2 separate regions of the Drosophila melanogaster genome follow, and region 1 is linked to region 2. A link is a contact called in public Hi-C data. All regions are on one chromosome and are shown on one strand. Each heading gives the region's core, a stretch centred on a gene start, on an enhancer-like site or on the middle of the called end of the contact. The rest is flanking DNA. Distances are from core to core; before and after follow the strand shown. Region 1 holds the start of Actbeta (Activin-beta). Region 2 holds the start of dpr7 (defective proboscis extension response 7).

The links. A called contact is a pair of places that touch in the nucleus more often than the background predicts.
Region 1: a Hi-C map of the Kc167 cell line shows a contact between it and region 2, with 1.6 times the contacts expected there. The contact joins the promoter of Actbeta here to the promoter of dpr7 in region 2. A contact is called at or near these places in 17 of 107 Hi-C or Micro-C datasets (the Kc167 cell line, the OSC cell line, the Ras3 cell line and 9 more).

Annotation. Positions count from the first base shown.
Region 1 is chr4:1,083,137-1,088,792 of dm6, reverse strand. It overlaps Actbeta (Activin-beta), which reads left to right and starts at 3,997. Exons shown (of 6, transcript NM_143685.3): 1 at 3,997-4,179; 2 at 5,520-5,656.
Region 2 is chr4:250,769-256,035 of dm6, reverse strand. dpr7 (defective proboscis extension response 7) reads left to right here and starts at 2,707. Exons shown (of 9, transcript NM_001103381.3): 1 at 2,707-3,212; 2 at 3,325-3,377; 3 at 3,866-3,981; 4 at 4,511-4,721. The coding sequence starts at 3,326. It overlaps RhoGAP102A (Rho GTPase activating protein at 102A), which reads right to left and starts at 1,039. Exons shown (of 12, transcript NM_001258487.3): 1 at 1-1,039. The coding sequence starts at 519.

The DNA of each region.
Region 1 (5,656 bases), core at 2,748-5,247, 830 kb before region 2:
GTTGAATGGCAATGGACGACGGAAGCAGTTTACATCGCTCAAACTCAGCCGACCACTTTTTTGAGTGTGTTTATGATGGCTTATATGTTTGAGTCGCTCTCAAAACTTGGCCCAAGGCGGCTTTACGGTTGGTCGGCTACATTCGCACTCAACTGGCGGTCGACTAATCGGGAGACATAGCGTGTTGTTCGGATGCAAAAGCTGGGTTTGAAATACGATCGCCGCTTCAAACAGAACGAGTGATAGAGAAAAGGAAAGAGAACAAATTAGTTAAAGTCACTGAATGAGAAGGGATGAGATGGTATTCTTGTTTTCCCCTGTTTGGTCTTAATGATCAGAGTGTTGGAGTGCTTATACCCGTTACTCGTATAGGAAATGGGTATTCTAAATTCGTTGTAAGGAAGAAGAAAGCGCTTCGAAGCGTTTGGTATATCCCTGATTATGATCGTTCTTTTTTATATCTGTCAAACCTCAATCTCATAACCCTACAGTCCTGACTGCTTAAAGTTTCCTAAGGTCCAGCTGACCCATATTTGTCTAATTGTTTTCCACTAAAGGCCTATATTTATTGGTTCCGGTTTAATATTCCTATTATTAGATACATATAAAGGTGTTATCTTTTGGCATTTAACAACAGGCTCTCGAAAAGTGAACGCAAGACTATGTATTAAATTTGAAGTAACTACATTTTGTTGAACGGAAGCTAAGTCAGTTTATATACATAAGTAATCAACCCCCTTTTAACCGTCTGGATCGCGTATTGTTACATTGAGTGACCTGCATTCTACAGGTTGACAAGCGAACAAATATTTATACATACATATTTGAAAATGTGTAATATACGTTTGTAAATAAATCGTTTAATATACATAGGTGTACTAGGAGTACAGTCGGCACTACCTTATGATATACACATACATATATTGTTTCTATGCTTCCATGCATACAAAAATAATCCACATTTTCGTCAGAGTAGTGAAACCAAGAAAAAGTTAAATTGGCATCCCTGAACGACGATCTAAAGCAGGCTGCTGGTACTCAAACTATTAAAGAGAAGACGGCGCGTGCCAAGCAATCTTCGACTACCGTTGCAAACTACACGAAAGGGAGAAGAGAGATTACTCAACCGTTTCAAAATTTAGAGCTGACTGGTGTTACTATCGTATAAAAAAAACAAATACAAATACAAAGTTTTTTTTCATTTATGAAATCTATTAGTTTATAAACATACTTAGTCAATATTACTAGCCACTTGTCCTCTTTAAAGGGGACTGAAAAGACATCAGAATAAGATTTAACTTTTATCATTTATGTCAAAATATTGTTAAATATATTGAAAAATCAAAGAGTGACGTTGCCGTGCGTCTTTGTCTCTGGAAGCAACAAGCGGACAGGGTCAGATCGACTCGGCTATTGATCCTGATCAAGATATATATACTTTACATGGTCGAAAACGCTTTCTTCTAACTGTTACATACTTATCAACGAATCTATCTTTTATTCTACGAGTAACGGGTATAATAATATGTTACAGAATTATGTAGTGTACACAACAGAATATTCAGGTGTTCATTTACCGTCATCCCTTGAATTCTTTTGCGATCGAAGGAAATGTCTTGGACGGTTGCCCGCGCTTTATTTGTGAAACACCTGTTAGACCGAACCGGAAAAAACCTACCCTTCGATCGCGCCTCTGTTAATTTTCCTTTCTGCTTATATATACTCCTTACGTGGTTAATTCGTGCATTAGTACCAAAACTGGTGTTAAGTCACTAGCAAAAGTTCAATGATCTTAAATATTATTATTATGTTATTATATATGTATGTATTTATATGAAGAATTCTGACCAATATAAGCTCTAAAAAAATATTCGAAAATTTTTTTTAGTAGCTTTTCATTTAGAAGGCTTTTCTTTGGTTATTCCGCATGCTAAACGGTGGGTAACTATTTGTGTTCATATGTGTGTATGTGTGTATATGTAAGTATATAAATATTTTTGTAGAATTCGCCTGGTAGCTTTTGATATAAACAATCGGTATTCATATGTTTTGGTATGAAATTCGGTATTTCAATCGTGGCTCGTGGCTTTTCACGGTCTGCAAGCCAACCGAGACAGCTTTTCCGCCGTTTCTTTTGGTTGTTTTTGGCTGCTAGGTACTGGAAATGCTACTGCTGTATATATTATGTTATGTACTATTTATTTATACTACTTACTTTGTTGGTATACTCTTTCCCGGAATAATACATATAGTTATTTCCGGAGATTTTCGGGAGCCGAAAGTTAATACATACAGACAGAAGGGGCTTTAACAAGTCGATAGCACATAAAACCAGAATAACATGATATCGGCAAACTAAGGTTTATATACTCTTCCAATTAAAACAATGTCTTGGATAAAGTTTTTTAACCCGTGCCACTAACGTAGACGACCGATACATGCCAGTCAGTCCCCTTGTCCGTCGGTCCATCTTTATAAAAGTCAAAACCTATAAAACTATAGATATCAAAAAATTGAAGTTATCCGTCCAGATTCTAGTAACTCCTACGAGGCTTTTGCTTGTATCAAAACGTAAATTATTTATTTGTTATGTCTATGTACATGTATGTATATGATGAAAACAACCAACAACAAAATATTCGTATTCTATTTCTAGTTTGATGCAATCGTTTCGAAGGAAGTAAAAAGTAAATGTAGCCAATAATTGTAGGTATTCCGGTGAAGTTACGTATACATCCTCTTTGTTCTTTCTGTTAAATATTCTTCAGAGAGTACGGTTTACCCTTTTTTTGTTAACAAGTAAAGGATAAAGAAATATTATCTGCTGGGCTTTTCCTTATATCGATTTGCATAACTAAAATCAGCAAAATAATAGAATACTTACTCGAATTTCACATTTGGAAAGTATGTAACAACCAGAAGGAAGCGTTTCCAACCATATAAAGTGTGATCAGGATCAATAGCCGAATCGATCTGGCCTTGTCCGTATGTCCGTGTATCCGTGTGTCCGTCCGACCGTCTGTCCGACCGTCTGTTCGACCGTCCGTCTTTCCGAATGAACTCGAAATCTCATGTACTGTACGTAAACGTAAAAGCTTGAGATCAGCATACAGATTCAAGCGACATAGACGCAGCGCAAGTTTGTTGACAGATGTTGACACGACCACTCTAACGCCCACAAAGCGCACAAAACTGGCACGCCCACATTTTTGAACAATTTGTGGATAGTTTTTCATAATTTCATCTAACGCCCACAAACTGCACAAAACTGCCACGTCCACACTTTTGAAAAATGTTTTTATATTTTCTCATACATACTTTTTCATACAAGACTAATAATCTTGTAAATTTCTATCGATCTGCAAAAAACATTTTTGCCACGACCACTCAAAGCGCTAAAATCGACCAAAACTGCTACTCCCACGTTTATGAAAATGTATTGGATATTTTTCATAATTTTATTAGTCTTGTAAATTTCTATCGATTTGCCAAAAAACGCCCAATATAAAGCCCGCAAACCACGAATAACAGGTATAACAATTTTTTCCCATTTTATTTCCCCCTAATATCGATATCCCAGAAAAATGATGAAATTTTGCGTTCGCATTCGTACTAGCAAATGAATATAATATTAATATTTATATCTTGATTTGAATCTAACTGAATTGGACGTAAAGTTTTACAGATAAATCTGTTAATGTTTAGGCGCACATAGATCGACACAAGATCGACTGCTAATTTGGAATTTTGGGTAAACGATTCCATCTACGCTTAACAACATTTTTATTTATTAGTTACGATTACGATTTAAAAATGATTTAGGTTATTGAAATTCATCCATTTGAATCTGCCGACTTTTTAATCGTGAAAGGAAGCATATATCGATAGCATCGATATTCTTTCTAATTTGAATGGCAACAGATATTTCTGGTGCAAATATGGCAACGCTGAAATATTGTTATTTTCAAGAAAGCTTTTGAAAAGCTTAAAGTGTCATCTTAGTTTCACAAAGTATGCAATGTCATTTAGCAACCAACGGAGATACAAAATATTGTTTCCGTGCTAAAAGGAAAAGCATAATACATTTATAAATCGTGAAAATGTGATAGTGTCCCTAATATTTCTCGTGAAGAAATATATTTACTTAGTTGAAAATTTATTGTTTCTAAAAAGAAAAAGGTGATACATATTGTTACATACACTGATCATAAGCCTATACACATAACCACCTTCCTTCTTACATATGTACAAATTTTTTTGTTGAACGCATGCTTTTAATTCCTCTTCATCCCTTTCCGCTGCTAGGCTTCTAAGTAACCACCATTCAGGCGTAGGTCTTTTCATCTGGACACAGTCTGTGTGTCGCCTTGAGTTCTTCAGAAGGGACGGATGAGTCTGTCTGTCCGCTTCTGTTGGTGCATGGTATGAAGTATTTCTGGCGTAATAATAACTGTGCCATCCGAAGCTCGGCGTCAGGTTTAGACTAATTTTAATGTGTTGTACCCTTTCAAAGTGTATATTGATTTAAGTCAGTTTCTTGCAACGCAGTAAAGGAGACAATTACGACCACACGAAGAATATATGTTCATCTGTATGGCTAGCAGTAAGAGCCGTAACCGTCCGTCCGTTTCAACGCAAACTGGTTCAATTACTGGTTAATTATCAAGTAAACAAGTATTCGGAGAATATATCATTTAAGATTTGTATACCCGTATATATATTCCCTTACTCGTAGAATCAAAGGGTATACTATATACGTTAAAAAGTAAGTACCATGTAGAAGGGAGCATTGCCGAGCATACAAAGTATATACAGGGTGCGGCAGCATAATTTCCTTTTTCAGAACTCAATGAAAACTATTGTAGGCATCGGAAAAAATTTATTTTTTTTTATATTGTACGTACATGTCATATTTTTTGAAGATGAAATCTGATAGGTGACGTCCCCCATTCTCCATACATTGCGTAAACCGATTTCTGGCGTTTGTCGTGAGTCTTGTTAGCATGGCAGGTGTTATGATGGCAATTTCTTCTTGGATGTTGGTTTTCAAATCTTGTAGGGCTCTTGGACGGTTCACATAAACACGGGACTTCAAAAAACCCAATAGAAAAAAATCACAAGGGGACAGATCGTGCCGGCCATTCCAAATCGCCTCTAATTGAGATAAGGCGCTCTGGAAAGTGTTCCCTCAAAACAGCCATCGATGCTCTTGAAGTATGTGCTGTTGCACCGCCTTGTTGGAACCAATTTTTGTATATAAAAAACACTTTGGCCACAAAACGAGCGAAACGGTCACGCCCACATTTTCAAACAAATTTAAAACTTTTTCGTATCTTTTTGCACAATATTTATAAATATCCCTGAAAAATTATGAAACTTCGCATCGGGGAAGTCGACTATAGCTTTCTCCGGTGTTTTTAATTTATTTGCCAATTTGTAGCCTCCTCTCTTGTTTAGTGTCCATATTAATTTCCAGTTAGCTTACCACTTATCTAATCGAAAATTTGTATTTTGAACAGGCAGACGAAATGAACGACAGAAAGGAAAGGAAAGGAAAAAGATTTGCAATGATTAAAAAAATATTTACCAGAAAAATAAAATTGACAATACTTGTACCACGTTTCTAAGGGACAGTGCCTGTACTACACGCTTGCCA
Region 2 (5,267 bases), core at 1,458-3,957:
TTTGGTTGCATCAACTGTCTGTTTTCTGCGGCTAGCACTTGCATGCCTCAACAATGGTTTTAATCTCCGCTTAGAACAGCTGAATGCTCCTGGGTATGATGTTCTGCGACTCCATAAAATAAAACTTGGTTCAGATAAACACACCCGTTGAAATTGATCTTCAATTAGGTCATGATTACCTGACCCTGTTTGGTATCCATCAGGAATTAGCTTACGGCCTGCATCTGTCATATATCTCCAGGTTTTTCGAGTTAGAAGCCAGCGCTCTCGCTTTTTTTCCTTGTCTTTTGTGCTGCGACGACGCACTTTATTTGGAGAAGCCACTCCTTCGGAGTGCTCACTCGCAAAAATCATTGGCTTACGCATGCTGGAGGCATTTCCTAATGGCAACGACCATATTTTCGATACGTCGTTAGCCTCGTCAAGTGCTATATCTAACGGCCCCGACCTTTTTTTAACGGCCGCCATGGGGCTCCTCAAACAGTTCACAGATTCTTCGTTTTCTTTTGGAAATTCCATATTTTACGCTGACGCAGAGATTAAAGGTCAACAGGTCTTTTTTTATTGCGATTTTATCATAATAGTGGTGTTTTTAGTACATATGTTTAAGTTTTACACTAATTTGGATTCATAGTAATTGTCACCGCATCAGCACATAGCATATTTTCACAACGATATTTTCAAAAGGCAGGTTAACAATTATACGAAGAGTTGCAAAGTAATATACTAGGTAAAAACACCAATTTATTTATAAATGCGTACATATATTTGATTTTCTCAGGAGAGATTTCGTATATGTACAATAGAATTGGTATCTACACATGTGAGTGACTTTATTTATATTTCAAAGCACACAATATTTATATTGAAATTCTGGAATAACCAGTACTTCTGTATAATTTTATCAACAAATAGTAACTATGACACCTTGAGGTTTACGATTATTTATTTGTTATTTAATTTTTATATGTCATATTATTGATACTATTTATTTTCTATTTAGACACTGTTAAACCTCGAAAAATAGCACAAAATGCCTGGCGAGATAGCGTGTACATAATAAGAGAACATTATTTTCAGAAAAAAAAACATAAAAATATTTCGAAGTTCACGAGATATTATTTTTGAATGTATTTATGGTACAAGAGCATCCCGCTTGTGATCGACTAATGTGCATACATATACACGTTCTGAAAACAAACTCTTTACTTTTCTTACTTTTTAAGTTTATATTTACAAACAAGATTTGTACAAAAACATATGTATACAATTTCATAATACCTTGTTATCCCAATTGTCGTGCTTATACCGGACAAACCTAAATTCAATTGGAATTTGTATTTTCGTTTGCAATTAATGTACTGTTATTTAAGAATAATACTACTATTGCGGTAGAGCTGATGAGACATTACATTAGGTTCATGTAAATACCTTGACCTGAAATGGTGTTGCCTTCTATAAGGAAAACAAATTATACACTTTTGCAGATGTTTAGTCCGAAGCGAATAATTGGCCTTATGTATGTGTCATGCTCTGTGCAAGCTGCTAGTTGAAAAGTTATAGTTCTATCTGTGTGAAGCTACATTTTGAATTTAAGAATTGATTTTCAAAAGGAAACACCTAGATGTTAACAAGGACGGTGACAGTTTTTAAGGGAGCGAAACTGAACTTTATGTGAACTAAACTAACTTACACTAATTTTCAAACAAGTCAACTTAAAACTAAAACAAGAGAGAATGCTATAGTCGAGTTCCCCGACTATCAGATACCTGTTACTCAGCTAGTGTAAATGCAAACGCGGAATTTTATCATTTTTCTGAGATATCGATAGATATTGGGGAATAAAATGACAAAAAAATTAATAATAGTTAATACTATTTAATAATAATAGTAGAGTGGGCGTGACCGGTTTGGGGCTTTAGGGCGGGGCTAAAAGTTTTTTGGCAAATCGATAGAAATGTACAAGAATAATAAAATATTGGAACAACATCCAACAATTTTTTTAAAATATGGGCTGTATGTTAAATCTCTACCTTCTTGGTTTTATGGTTCCTGAGATTTCGGCGTTCATACGGATAAGGCTAGATCGACTCGGTTTTTGATCCTGATCAAGAATAAAAATGTATATAATATAATAATATCATATAATTTATGTAGCCGGAAACGCTTCCTTCTGCCTGTTACATACTTTGTAACGATTTTAGTATACCCTTTTACTCTACGAGTAACGGGTAACGTTTCCTTTTCTATATCATTTAAATTTACGAGTAACTGGTATAATAACTTATGCATTTTTTTAGGATAAATTCACAATGTATGCTTACATTACCATTACCGTTTTTGAGAATGTAACTGTCAGTAGTAACAAATTTGTTCGAAATTTAAGGGGTAAAGGTGCTATTGTCACGTTTATCTGATCTCAGTCTCAAATTGATGTGTACCATTTGTATTCCGCCCATTGCTTATATTATTAAGCCGTGTTACTGAGTCTTAGCAATAAAAGGAAACTAGAGTACTTAGTATATGACTTCAAAATGTTAAAATTAAAAAATATATACATACAAATAATTATAACCTACGCAATCTATAAATATATAGAATCTATCCTAAATTGTAAGATAACACATATGTACATATGTGACAATGGGCATGCGCGAATATTTTCAGGGTTGCAGAATATTAAAAATCTGTATACAAGTCGTCCTCACAGAAACACTAAAACGTGCTGCTTAGGGGTTGTTAGAGCTTACCGTTGAAATAATAATTGTCGATGCCAACGAAATAAGTGTAAAGACTAAAAAAAGTATATAAAAATTGAAGCCAGCAAGTATAATTGTATGTATATTAAAAACACAGATCTAAATACCGAAAAACAGAATATTATTTGAAAGTCCATTAAAAGGATAAAAAATCGATGCCGATACAAAGTTGTTCTCAATAAAAATCTTGCGCCAATACGTGCTCTCGCGTGTGCTTAATATCTAACTTAATTATATACTTAACATTTATTATAACTACATAGGTATATGGAATTCTACTCTAAATAATGCATATCTGTGAAAGACAAATGAATTAAAGCAACATGTCGCGTGGCAAACATGCCACATTCTTGAATAATTCGCCAATTAAAATCAAACCATTCATTATTTTAGTCTTGAATTTAAATATATGGTGTCAATACATTAGTGCAACTTCATATTTAAGCCTGAACGGTAAGATACATTTTAAATTAAAAGTTTCCCACTAGAATGATAAATATATTTTTACCCTTGCGGGATTTTTTTTTTAATTTTGGTTGGACCCATTTTCTTCTGCAACGTGTAGAATGAAAACATATAATGCATTCCTGAATACGAAGACAAAAATTATACATGTATGTACGTATTGTACTTAACAATATTCAATTGTGAAATTATACGCAAAAGTATTATGTTTAAAAAGCCATTGTATTTAAATTATGCTAAATTTAAATCTAAAAAATAATCTTAATATTGCATTTTGCCCATAGTATTTTTACCACCTGAAAGCTTGCTTTGCAAAACATCCTTCGAGAGGAGCTTCGGTTTCTAAAAGATGACAACAGTTTCATGTCTCGCCCCAAGCTCTTTCACCAACAAGTGTAACCACTCTTTATGATCGACCTATCGCAAAAGATTTCGCGCATGTATATATAGTTGTCGCAAGCTCTTAGTCTTGACCGACACTTCCGTCCATAAAAAGATCGAAACTTTAAATTAAAATGTTTAGCTTCTAGATAAGGGGCATATAAAATTATTTTTAGTTTATACCTGCAAGGGTATATACGCTTCGGCTTGAATAATTTAGCATCCGTTTTCGTTTAACATAAAATACAAATTCATTTTAGACCTAACCAATTTGGAGCGACCTTTCTTTGATGATATTAGCCCAAGAAATGTGTCGGCCGTAGTCGACGAAATCGCAATATTAAGATGTCGGGTTAAAAATAAAGGAAATCGCACGGTAAGTCATTATGGGTTCTTTCTTTTATTCTTACACATAGGATTATATCGAAACATTTTTATTCGTTTGAAGAGCACATTCGGTCACATGGTAAAAAGTACGACTGTACGAATTAGTGACGGAAAATTGTTTGAGGGGGAAGTAACCTTAAATTTCAAACTAAACTTGGGGACACACCAGGAAAACGTTTTATTTTTTAAAGGCAGTTTTCTCCCAAGGATTGCTAGCTTGCGCTGTCTTTTCGCTAGCCCTTTTCAACTCTCCTCCCAAATCTACGTGGGAACTTGCCTCCATTTCCATCGATCAAGCTTGTTTCGAGGCCTGTTCTCAATTTGAAAATGTGAAAAATTCTTTTAAGTCTCATGTTTCTCTAGCAAGCTTGCCTATATCTAAACAAATAGGATTAGGAATAAATGATTACATTTTGAAATAGTGAAAGGGTTATCAGATAGCGGAGGACTTAACTTTCCCTTGTCCTAAAATTGCGTATCTATTTAATATTTCTTATAAATACTTTTAATTATTTCAGGTATCATGGATGCGTAAGCGGGATCTTCACATTCTTACAACGAACATTTATACTTACACCGGCGATCAACGATTTTCTGTAATACATCCACCAGGCAGTGAAGATTGGGACTTAAAAATTGATTATGCACAGCCAAGAGACAGTGGCGTATATGAGTGTCAAGTGAATACCGAGCCTAAAATAAATTTAGCAATTTGTTTGCAAGTAATAGGTATATATATAAACATTTATTAACAAACAAAAAAAAAAAAAACAAAATAATAACTGTGGAACTCGAGTACTGTATATACAAAACTAAATTTTGTCGTTGAGCGACCATAACAAATAATACAGAAATCAAGAGGCAGAAATCAACAAGTCTTGGCAATTAAAAATTTTAAATCTGAACACAAATTAGTAAAGTAATGAGTCTAGAGTATTGGGCAATAAATAGCTGGAAATGCATATTCAAATGCTATCTATACTGTTTAAACCTATTTTATCTAAATTCAACAGGTTAAAGACTGCAGCAAAAGGAACCTTTTGACTCTTTTGATAATTTTACAAAAAATTCCCCGACTTTTGATATTAAACACATTTTCGAAAATTCGCGATTTTAAGTTAGAAAGCAACAAAATCAGTCAATTTTCACAGTTGACATGCGTTCAGCTTTTTTAACAACTAACTAACTAAATATTGAGAATTGATCTACATTTTCTTGATAAAGAACTTGATAAAGAAAGTTGAGCTTTCCTACTTAAGAACCGACCAAAAACTT